Linked DNA regions of Mus musculus: region 2 is linked to region 1. A link is a contact called in public Hi-C data. All regions are on one chromosome and are shown on one strand. Each heading gives the region's core, a stretch centred on a gene start, on an enhancer-like site or on the middle of the called end of the contact. The rest is flanking DNA. Distances are from core to core; before and after follow the strand shown.

Region 1 (6,178 bases), core at 963-3,462:
CAGCTTTTCTCATTGATATGCTCTTCTGTATGCTTTGTAGGGAAGGCTGGGCAGACAGAATTGGTGGCAGAACATCCTAGGGGCCAGTCTGTGATGGAGAGGCCAGAGGCCAACAGAGAGAGAACTCAGATGCACGCTGAGTTAGGGGAATCCAGAACACCATCTCCACAGCTCGGCTCCAATTTTCCAGACCTTTCTGGGGGAAGGCTCTCCTTTCCTTCCTGCCAATTTCTCTCCTCCCTACCTGGCACCAGAGGCCCTAGCCTCCAAGTCACAATTCTGAAAACTCCGTGAGGATGCTAATTGCTGTACTGACCTCCCTTCAGATAACAAGGGAATTGCTTTCCCTAATTAGCCCTGCCTCTGCTAGACCAGCAAAGCCAAATGTTTATCATGGGATGAATGCACTTACTATAAATTTTGACATATGCTGTGGAAAGATGTTAGATAAATAAGACTTCAGAGGCATAGGTTGTTTAAATAATGAATACCTGCTGCTTTAGGTGATGAAGGTGGAGGGGTGGTGAGGGAGACAAGAAGCTAAGGACCCTGAAACAGTGCTCTGAGCTTGGGAACAGACTCAGCTGTCAGAAGAGTAGTAGAGGAAGGCGGTATTAGTATCAGGAGGAAGGCTCACGGCAAAGAGAGAAAGTAGGCTGGTGCCATATCTCATCCATGACTCTCTGAAGAAACACCTGCACCCCCCCCCGCACCCGCACCCCCCCCCCACCCCCTTTCCTCCTCTCTCTCCCAGCTGCAGTCCCCTGGGAAGCAGTGACATGCTTTCCAAAATGCAATTCAAGGAAAGAAATAACAGAAGAAAATCTCTCTCTCTCTCTCTCTCTCTCTCTCTCTCTCTCTCTCTCTCTCTCTCTCACACACACACACACACACACACACACACATACACACACAGAAGCATGCATACATACATTCACATAGTGGTTCTAAAGCTGTCTGGACAGAGCTTGAGTTTATTGTGCTGGTCTTATTTCTTCTCTGGGAGAGAGGTGACTCCATGGGGGACTGACCTCATACCTTGACTTCCAGGGATGGTCAAGAAGTGAGGAGAAAATCTTCCATCCAGCCCTGGAGTTCAAGCCCAGGCAGGCTCTGAGGTATTAAGGTGGGACAAGGATTGCTTGTAGTCCCACCCATTCCTTGCAGGAATCAACCAGGCAGGGCAGGCCAGGCTCACTCATGGATTAGCCAATCTCTCTACCCTATCTTTGGGGCTCAGATCTCACAGACTGCCATTTCTCCCAGTTCCCCGGATTCATCTGATCAAGTAAACAGGTGCCCCTTTATTCTCCGTGTACAGGCTCTGTGAGCAGGCCTACATAGATATGACAGAAGCAGGGGACTTCCCAGTACCTACACAGCCTGGGAGCCTGTGCAGACCACACTTGCTTCAGACCCAGGGCCCAGGCTGGGATTGCTGCTCATCAAAGCTCTCCTCCACAAACTTGGAGCTCAAGGACCCACCAGTCAGGCCAGGTCAGGCCAGGCTATACTTAAGCCCGAAACAAATAGGCCAAGGGGAATTTCTGTGCCTACAAGTATCTCATAAGCTCAGCAGAAGCTTCTTTTACCCCTAAGCCTTTCAAGGACCCGGGCTTCACAATTCATCCCAAGGGAGAAGCGACGGTTGGAACTGTTGTATGCTTGGGCCTGGAAATGACGCTATAAGTGATCACAGCTCACTGCTCCGACCTGGTCATGGGACTTCACCCTAGAGTAAGGGGTCAATGTGAACCTTTGCTCCCTCCCTTTCACATGCCTGCACAGCATGGAGGGACCCAAAGGGCATCAGATCCAGACAGTGTGGAGAAACTGAGACCAGCAGAAGGTTTGTTCCCAGCCTGGTTGCAGGAAACAATCCCTCCCCCACCCACCCCACCCCACCCCACCCCTCCCCTCCCCCATGCCCAAGCTCTTGTGGAGCACAGTACCAAGCCTCAGACCCTCTTCCCTCAGCAGTTTCTTTCTGCCTAGTGACCTCATTGTCACTATCTCTTGCCTCTCATCTGAGAGGCATCCAAATGTCACCTCTTCTTTAGCTCCTCACCTCCATGGAGCCTCCTTCCTTTTGTCTCCCTCCCTGGCTGGCTCCTTGACCGGGAAGGGCTCTTTCTTTCTCCTCCTCTGACCTTTTCTGCTTCTCCATAGGACAAAGCTTCAGCCTGGCATGCTCCTGAAGAGAACTGGCTCTAGAAGTTCCTGTAATTGCTGTGTCCTTATTACTAGACTGTGAGGCCCCTGCTGGCCAGGACGGTCCTCCCCAGCACCCCAGCACCACTCACTTGCTGCAGATGGGCTGCTAACGAGGTGACCAATTAACAAGTGCTAAAGAACCCCCCAAAGGGTGCTTTCCACCCTGGCCTGGTTCCCAGGCCCCTTTGTTCCTCCTTGAGAATCTGTCCTCTGTGACAAGGCCACAATGCAGAGTGTTCCCAAGCCTGACCCTGTGAGAAACTGACCTACGTAAGCCCCAGTCACAAGATCCCAATTCCTCTGCATCAGGGGCCCTGGGAGCCAAAGGGATTCCTGCATCTCAAGGGTACTGACAACACCTCCCCATGCTGCTGGCTGTGTACCATGTGTTATGTAATCCCCAGGAAAACTTTCATTTGAACCTTTTTTTTTTTTAACAACTTTGGCTGAAAAAATTCAGGTGTGTCCCGTGCTGCAAGGCACAGGCATTTTTGATCTTAACACCCCTCACCCCTACCTTAAGGTCTCAAGAGACCAGTACCCCAGGCTCTGGAGCACCCTCTTGGGAAGTGTTCAAACTCCTTCCGTTCTGGTGCCTCTAATCTGATCCAGTTGGCCGTGCTGGGGAAGATGGGAACCCTGAGCCTCACAAGAACCTCATCCCAATTTCTCACCTCTCTCTCTCCCCCCCCTCTCTCTCTCTGTCCCTGTCTCTCTCTCTCTCTGTCCCTGTCTCTCTGTCTCTCTGTCTCTCTGCCTCTCTCTCTCTCTTACACCCCTATATCCCTCCCCCATCCCTCTCCCTCTCCTTTCCCTTCCCCCTCTTTTCCTTCCCCTCCCCCTCCCTCTTCACCCCCTCCCTCCACATATACACAGTTATACAAGGCTAGGCCAGAAACTTCAATAAAGCACACCTGTGTGGCCTCTTCTAGGAGTGGGGTTTGGAGAGCAGGATGGTGCTTCCCACACTGTGTCTGAGTAACTCAAGCTGTCTGTGCAGATGTCTCACCTTTAGGTACAGCTCGAGCCAGGAGTTCAGAAGGAATTCTTAAGAAAGCGCCTCCTCCTTCGTCACTCCTTTTATAAACTGTGGTATAATGTAATCAGTGAAATGAAAAGCTCTTCAGTATGCAGTGTAATGAACTCCACATGAACCTATCACCACCAGATGTACAGTCTACAGCCCTTAAGACACCCTCTGGAGCTGAGCGAGGTGGCACACACCTTTAATCCCAGCAGTCTGAGGCAGGTGGATCTCTTTGTTGGAAGTCAGCCTGGTCTACTTTCAGGACACTCAGGGATTATACAGAGAAACCTCGTCTCAAAAAAAGAAAAAAAATCAAAACAAACAAAAGAACACCACTGCAAGCAAATATCCTCCAACTCCCCTGTAGATAATAAACCACTGTGCTGACCTCCGTCACCATAGGTCAGCCTTCCCCATCTTGACTTCCCATCAGTGGAATGATGTTCTCACATAGCCATCTCAACAGCCAAGACCATAACTGTGGAGTCTACACTCACTGTGTATAACAGGATCTTGTCCTTATGCTGAGGTCTAGTGTTCTATTATTACATGAATGTAGCTCAGGTCCATGCTGACGAACACATAGACCATGCCCTGTGTTGGCCACTATGAACAAAGTGGTCTTAAATCATCATTAAGTGGGCATGTATAGCCCAGACTTGAGATATTGGAAAATGTAGTTTGTGTATGCTTAGTATCAGTGTAGCTGGAAAGAGATTCTTAGGGCTGGAATGTGCATGGTTGAGAGCACTAGCTGCTGTTAGGAAAGACCCAGGTTCAGCTCCTAGCACTCATATGATGGCTCACAACTGTCAGTAGCTCTAGTACCAGAGGGATCTGACACCCTCTACTTCCTACTGTGGGCACTTAATTCCTGAGGTGCTGAGACATATACGCAGGCAAAAGAGTTACATAAATAAAATAAAATAATAAATAATATTTTTTCAAAAGGAATTTTTAAAAGTACTTATCTCAGGGTATTCCTTACTAATATTTATATTAGTCTGACAATTATAGTTTTAAAAATATCCTGTTTCTCTCTCTCTCTCTCTTTCTCTCTCTCTCTCTCTCTGTGTGTGTGTGTGTGTGTGTATAAGTGAGTGCAGTACCAGTGGACTCCACAGGAAGGCACTGGATTCCCTGGCGCTATATTTGCAGGCAGTATCATGCTCGCTGATGTGGATGCTGGGAACTGAACTCTGGTCCCCTGCTAGAGCAGCAAGCACTCCTAACCACCTAGCCCTCTCTCTGGCTCTCTGCATACTATCAATCTTTTTCTGATAGAAGAATTGCAACTGTCTTTCCCCTGTGGTGCCCTTTGATTGGCTAAGGATTTGTCACATCCTCATCCCAGAGGGAAGTATCTGGGGTGAGGAAATGAAGAACCCAGAAGCCCCCAGGTGAAATAAGGAAGATGTGAGTTTTCAGAGAAGTTAAGGTACTGTTACCAAAAGAAAAGGGGATGGCTGAGGGCCCTGCAGGCTTTCAGCATCAGCATGACTATTGAACATTCTGTGGCACTAGAAATATCTCTTGAGCTTTTTAGAGATCCCAGACCAGTGATGGTACCTGAACCACCACTGGCTGGATGCACGGGACCTGGGTCCCTGGAGTTGCACACCATGCCTCAATTCAGCGGGCGTGATTTCCAATGAGACGCTGCTCCAGTAGAAACTAATGACAGGGGAGGAGGGACAGGGAGGCTGTGATTTCTAATATACACCAGCCAGTCATAATGTGTGGGAAACGGACTTTTGCTGGGCAATCAAAGTCAAATCCCTTGCTCTTCACACCCTTCAGTGCCCCATTTGCCAGCCCCTATTGCACACAAGTTGCCCTCTGCACTCTGCCTTTGGGATTCTGAGCAAAGCTAAGTCCAAGCTTGGCTCTCTGCCACTCACTTCCCTCCTCGAGAACCACCACACCCCTGTCTCCTTCAAATCCTGGGTCCTCAGGTGGGAAAGGGGGGATGCATAGAAGAGCAGGGGCATGGGGGTTGAGGTCTTAGCAGCTAGGGCTTTTCCTAGCATCAAGTGCAGAAAGAATAAGCAGCTCTGTGAGGTTTAATCAACCTTTGAAGACCGCACAGTGTTTGGACAGAGGTGTGTGAGTAATATTCATTTGGATTGGCACCTGTGCACACCGCAGAAAGGAAAATAGCATTTTGTCACAGCTGTGATGAGGAACAAGCGGTCTGGAGAGACAGACTGCACATCTCCAGGAAGCTGTGAAGGTGGTTGGGTTTTTTTTCCCCCCTTTGTTTCTGGTTCTCTGTGACCCTGTGACTCCTTGAAGATCTAGTGGCTTCCAGTCAACACCTGACATTCCTTTCTCACTTCTCCAGACAGAGTGAACAACAAGAACAAAAAAAAAATCCTGACTGGGACTTCCAGCCAGGGAGTGAGAAACAGGTATTTGAACCAGACCCCCTGCCTGCCACTGGTCTGCTGAGCTGCCTGGGACAAATGAAAAGACGTCTCTGTGCAGTAAGCAGTGAGCATGGGTGTCCGTTTGTCTTTAGCTCAGTAGAAGGACTACAGTAAAAGAGGTGACCCTGAAAGTTAAGAGGGTTACCCCAAGACAGTTAATTTCCCTCTGCCCAAAGACCAACAGTTCAGTACCCCTGGATGGCAGGGTGGGACTCAGGGCCACTCTAGGCCCTGGCTCCACTTCCTGGAGGAGTGGTACCACCTACCCCTTGTCTCCCTCCTATCAGGCACAGGCTGGTCCCAAGGGTAAAGAAAAACTCTTTGCACCCCATCACAACACCGTGGAACGTTGGGAAGTGCCAGCCTTTGTTCTGGGCTCTATGCCAACTCCCCAGGCTCCTCTGGAGGAACTGCTCCCCAATCCATTCATCCTGTCCCCTAGGACAGCCCAGCGACCGATCCACATTCCACTGTGATCTCTGGTGGCAAGATGTTCCAGCTCAGAAAA
Region 2 (6,158 bases), core at 3,210-5,709, 53 kb before region 1:
TATAAATACCAAGCAAATAGCAGTTCCATTGTATTTAGGGATGATGACAAGAAAAACATCAGCACATGTTCAGTACAGAGGTATTTTTTTTTCTCCCAAATGTTTTCCATCTGTGGCTAGTTGAATCCATAGATGCAAAACCCGGACACAGAAGGCTTGCTGGATAACTGACTTCGTGTAGTTGTAAAACGCCAGTTGGAAGGGGTAGAAAAACCATTAGCTCTAAAATGATGTTTAAGTGTTAGTTAGGCCTTGACTAAGTAAGAGTGAGGCCCTGGGGCAAGTCTGGGCATCCAGGAGATGCTCCACACCACAGCCCAGCAAGCTTCAAGTCCAAGGAAGGATTCAATTATTGCAGCATGTAATTTTCTGTTTGCAAAGCTCATATTGTGTATGTAATTGAATGAGAAGAAAATGATAAAGCTTCGAGACTGGACTCGAGGCTAGAGCAAGTGGTTGAAGGAGGAAAGGAGGCATAAAATGCCAGGCTGCCTGAGATCAGGACCTTGTTCCTCGGCTGCCACGGGTCTTCTAAACCTTGCTCTCCTAAGGAGTCAAAGGTTGAAACTGGGAGCTCACTCTTATTGGTTCCTTTGGGGCATGAGAAGGCAGGCTGTTCCAGTCTGAGGATTCTTGTCCAGCTCACCTCCATCCATCCCCTGCTTCACCTCACTGAATCAGAAGCCAGGTCATGGTGTGATCTGGAGAAAGGGCAGCTAAAGGGTGTGTTTTAGTGGGCACTGCCCCAGTTTTAGCCCCAAGGAAAACAGCATTCCGGGCTCATCAAAATGGTTGGTCTCACTGGTTTGAAAAGAGGGTAAACTTCAGAACCATGAACATAGGAATACAAACAATTCCTTCTGATATTGGGCCACAGAACATTCTCCTTGAATGGCATTCTCCAGAAGGCAGCCTCTTGTCCAGTGAGTTATATGGCCACTAACTAGCACTGATGGAAAACATGGAAGGGGGGAGAGGGATACAGACAAAGAAGGCTGGAGAGGACTATCTCCCATCTCTCTATCTCAGCTTGAACAGACGGCCGTAACGCCCCCTGTAGGTGGGCTTTCCCAGCTGCCCACTTCCTTCTGCCAGCCTCATAGCCTCTCTCTCCCTTGTTGGCTCCTAACCTCCCTTCCACTCCACTGCAGCCCTGGAGAATTCAGGATGGGGATCCAGAGACTGACGTTTCAGCAGAGAGCCAAAGGCATGGCTGGGACCAGCTGCCGTATGCCATTTCCTGATCACTACTAAGTCCAACTTCAAGACAAACAGGCAGCCACGCCTGGGAGAGAATGAGAGTGTGGAAGCTAGAGGAGAGGGAGGCAGGGAGAAGGGGAGAGAGGCAGGGGGAGAAAGACAAAGTGAGAGAAGGAAAAAAATCCCACGCAGCATAGCCAAGCCAGTGGCCCAGAATCTCTCCCACTTCTACGGAATCAGAAACACTTATTAATAGCCTGCAAAAGGCAAAGAGGAAGTGTCTCATTGTCTGCTGCTGTCATTCCTCACTCTGACGAGCACTTAAAATGTCAAGACCCCTTTCAGCAGCTATGCACAAAGCAATCAGGCCCTCTCATCGGTCACTGGGATTTTGCAGCCACTGCAGCTCGGTCCCCATGACTCCTCTCCACTCCGTGTTTGGAGACAAGGCATGCTCAGGCACACAAAACAACCTATGTCTTTGGAAGGAATGTGCTGAAGGGGCCATGGAAGCAGGGGAGGGATGGGGCAATGGCTGGGGTGGGGATGTCACAGACAAGGTCATTGCACAGGAATGGTTGATGGCTTGAGAGCCTGGGCGTTCCGTAAGCTGCAAGCTAAAGGCTTACCTTGAACTAGAAGGTGGGAGCTGTCAGCTACCAGGGAAGGAGATTCCATGTGTAACTTTTAGACAACAAAGGATTGCTTTCTGGAGGTAGGCGTTCTAGTTGATCATTGTCTCTTGAGAGCAAAATAAAGCAGACTGGCCTGGAACTGCAGCAGGTGGGATTTGGGTGGGAAAGAAGGAAGGACCTCCTGGTGGATAGAAATAGCTGCGAAGCTGAGTTGAACTGGGAGGGGAAAAAAATCACTTTCTTTGGGGATATTCTTCTCTTTTTATGTTACCTGCCACCTAATGGTTGAGTGACATCCTGGAAGAGGGACGTGTGAAGGGTCCAGAGTGGAGAATGGCTAGGACTTGAAGCTTTCTCCCGCACGTGGCATCTCTTACTGGGAGAGCTTTCTTCATACAGCCAAAGGAAACAAATATCACAAGTTGGAGCCTAAACCAAGCAAAATGCAATGCCTTGGGGCTCTGGAATTTTTATGTCTGAGCCCAGGGTGATTCTTTCTAAGCACGGGGAAGAGACGCGTGCATCATTCCTCTCCTAAGCTGCCACTGATTTTCTAGCATCCGTTGACTTTGGCTTGAGCTGCCTGCATTGCCACATGACCTTCATCTTCTGGTACTTTCTGATACTATCTCTGTGTTCAACACTGCCCGCTCTTCCCCCCCCTCCCCCCCCCCCCGGCCTCCCTGAACACACACACTTTTTGGCAGTGTTGAAGAATGAACTCAGGACCTTGTATGTGTTAAGTAAGTGATGCAATTATCAAGAGATGACCCAGGAAACCTAGGAGTCCCTGTGGTCCTGGCCACACCAAGTCGCACCCTTCTGACTTGTTTCTCAAGTACAAAGCTTTTCTGTAGTGCCCAATTTTGTTCCTTGAAACCACTGCAGTGACACACCGAGATGCTACAATTCAAAGGAGCCCATGACCACTGTAAAGTACCGGAAAGCCACCAAACTTCCTGATCTTCAGGAACGTTCTCTGAAAGCACACACCTGCCACTCCACTGCAGGCTTCCCAAATGACTGTCGGATTTTGCCCACCTCTGCAGAGAGAGATGGCAACGTCCACCTGCTTTGCCTTCTGCTGACCTGACTTTGACCCAGGGCATCTGGTTCATGTTCAAAGATAAATTAGCCTGTTGTTCAACATTTTCCATAATGTCCATCCAATTCAATTAGTTAATAGAATTATGAAATGTCAGGCTGGATGGGTAGAGATAACTCAATGTAACCCATCATTTTTAAAAAATAAGGAAGCCATGCTGAGAAAGGAAAAGCACACAGTAATTCTCTGTGCAGATGCTCTTGGGTTTGGAGGCTCTGGGCTCAGAGGTCTTGGCTAGAAAAGCTTTAATTCATTGAATGCCTGCTGTAGTGGGAGCCCTGTGGTGGTTTGAATGAGAATGGCCCCACAGGCCCCTAGATTTTATTCCCAGCTGGTGGGTTGTTTAGGAAGGATTAGGAGGCATGGCCTTGTTGGAGGAGGTATGTCACTTGGGATAGGCTCTGAGGTTTCAAAAGCTCCCCCCCACACCCCGAGTGCGCCCCCCCCCCCCCGCCTCCTGTCTTTGGATCCAAATATAAGCTCTCAGCTACTTCTCCAATATCATGCCTATCTTCCTGATGCCATGCTCCCAGCCATGATGATCATGCACTAGCCCTCTGAAACTGTAGGCACGGTCCCAACTTAATGCTTTCTCCTCTAAGCTGCCTTGGCCATAGTGTCTCTTCACAGCAATAGAATAGTAACGAAGACAGGCCCTCTCCATAAGGTACTCACAATCTAGGAAGAAGAGTGTTGGGCAGAGTCTGGAAAGACCATCTTATCTTAAAGGAGCTAACTGCCTGGGGAGAGAAGCCAGGGAGCATTGATGGTCATTACCCAAAGTGGGAAATGTCAGCATGACCCCTCTCTAATCTATGTCACCCTGAACCTAAAGCTGGGTGATAGTGCAGCTTGGACTAGAAAAAAATACCAAGGTAAACCATGGCTTCAGGCTCCGTTTACCCTGCCTTTGTACAATCCCAAAGCCTGTGAGCAAGGCTCACCTCGGCCCGACTTTACCCAGCCTTCCAACCCTTTCAGGGTAAACTCTGCTTCTTTCAGCTTCCTCCTCACTCACCCAACACAAATCAGACAGGGGGCTAAAAGGAGGTAGGTTAGATTGCATGAAGCCCAAGGCATCCTGGGCTGGGCTCTATTTCCCGAGGTTTCCTCCCTCTATCCCATTACCCTCAGCCTGGGCTGGTGGGCTCAGCTGTCATGAAATGAGTATCACCCATCTCTGTATGGGCTTATTCCCATTAATCCTGACAGTCCAACTCTAAGCTGGACCAGGAGCTCATACGAAGGGTAAGCAGGAAGGGAGACTCTCGGCAGAGCTCTGTAGTTTGCCAGAAGCCTTCTGATCTAGAGTTACCCTCCAGAGGCACCTAGATTTCTGGAGGGTGGAAGTGTAAGGGTCAGAATACCCTTCGAGGTTCCCCTCAGAATGTAGAGGGAGTGGAGATCTCACCCCATGAGCTAAGAGGAAAAGAAGCCTGGGGTGGATAGGATGAGGTTTGGGCTTCAGGAAGGGGTGTCATGGAGATGGGGATTTAAAAATAAACAGGAGCTAGCAGTCTCTTTAGCCATAACCATGGTAACGGACACCGCTGGAATCATAGCCTGCACAGGGACCATTCCCGAGGCTCCAGAAATGTATGCGGGGTTACATCATTTTCCACTCCTCTTTGTTGGTGTCACTATTGTTGTTTTAAATTCTCCAGGGCTGTGAACACAGCAAACTCAAACACAGGGAACACCATGCAAATGAGTCCCTACATCCTCAGCCTCAAACCCAAGCCTCTTTGCTCGAGCTCCCTCTGAACACGTGCCCTGGAACCGCAGATGCACACTGGGCAATGGGCACCCACACCAACAAAGACACGCCCTGGGATGCCCAAATGTTCACACAAACAGAAACACACATGCAAATGTGTGTTTGTCTATACTCACGCACACATATACTGAAAGATACCTGCTCTTGTAGAAAGCAATAAGTCAAAGACTTGAACTTGGTGTATCGGTGCAGGCCCCATACATGTTTTTGTGATTGCACATGTTCACAGTTCCATCTGATAGCTAACACACGGGCACACTTGCACACAGCAAGTCTCTGGCTGTAGGTTTCATGGAGGTCTGCACACCTGATAGCACACACAGCCTTGGGAGCACACATGTGGTTGGCCTATGTCTTGATACTCTACCTGCTTAAGTATACACGTAACTGATGTCAGCATCTGCTCTCTCCAGGGTATGCAGTTGTCATGAGCAGATGCATGCTCACTGGAATCTCATTGTCTGTAGAGTCATTGTTTCAACTCAGCAAAGGCACATTGTCTAGAGGTACACTTTCCCTGATGTATACACACACATATATACACACACACACTCACAAATAAACACTGTCACACATACACACTCACACACACACTCTCTCAAACATACACACTCACACATACACACACAAATACACATAATCACACACACACATTCACACACTCTCACATACACACACACTCACAAATAAACACTGTCACACATACACACTCACACATACACACTCACACACACACTCTCAAACATACACACTCACACATACACACACAAATACACACAATCACACATACACACAAATACACACAATCACACATACGCACATTCACACACTCTCACATACACACACACTAACAAAAACATACACATGCTCATATACGTACTCTCTTACACGTACACATACTCTCTCTCACATACACACACATACACACACACTCACAAATACACACTGTCATGCATGCATACATACACACTCTCGCATACATATACACACAAATAGACGCTAACAAAAACATATACACTCTCATATACATACTCTCTCTCACACACATACACACACACAGTCACACAGTCACATATATGCACACACACTCACAAATACACAGTCACACATACACACTCACACACTCACAAACATGCACATTAACACACTCTCACATACACACACACACACACACACACATACACACACACTAACAAAAACATACACACTCTCATATACGAACTCTCTCTCACATGTACACACACATGCACATACTCTCACATACACACACTCACACACATACATAACACAAACACTAACAACAACATACATACATATATATTCTCTCTCTCCTCTCTCTCTCTCTCTCTCTCTCAACACACACACACACACACACACACACACACACACTCACACACACACACTAGCTCTCAGCACCAACTCCATTCAAGCACCCTAAGTC

Evidence for each region. A called contact is a pair of places that touch in the nucleus more often than the background predicts.
Region 2: a Hi-C map of forebrain shows a contact between it and region 1, with 1.7 times the contacts expected there. The contact joins the enhancer-like site here to the promoter of 2900052N01Rik in region 1. A contact is called at or near these places in 2 of 484 Hi-C or Micro-C datasets (forebrain and nephron progenitors) and 3 of 115 datasets of contacts at active chromatin or transcription factors (astrocytes and embryonic stem cells).

The regions. Positions count from the first base shown.
Region 1 is chr9:46,909,637-46,915,814 of GRCm38.p6, reverse strand. 2900052N01Rik (RIKEN cDNA 2900052N01 gene) reads right to left here and starts at 2,212. Exons shown (of 4, transcript NR_015605.1): 1 at 2,069-2,212.
Region 2 is chr9:46,964,557-46,970,714 of GRCm38.p6, reverse strand. No RefSeq gene overlaps it. Among named protein-coding and RNA genes, the nearest start is that of Gm39331, 12 kb to the right of the region's middle. Within about 2 kb of position 4,459, at least 23 of the 459 cell types and tissues checked have an H3K27ac peak or open chromatin away from gene starts, as enhancers often do. A contact at or near this core is called in forebrain, where this site is marked.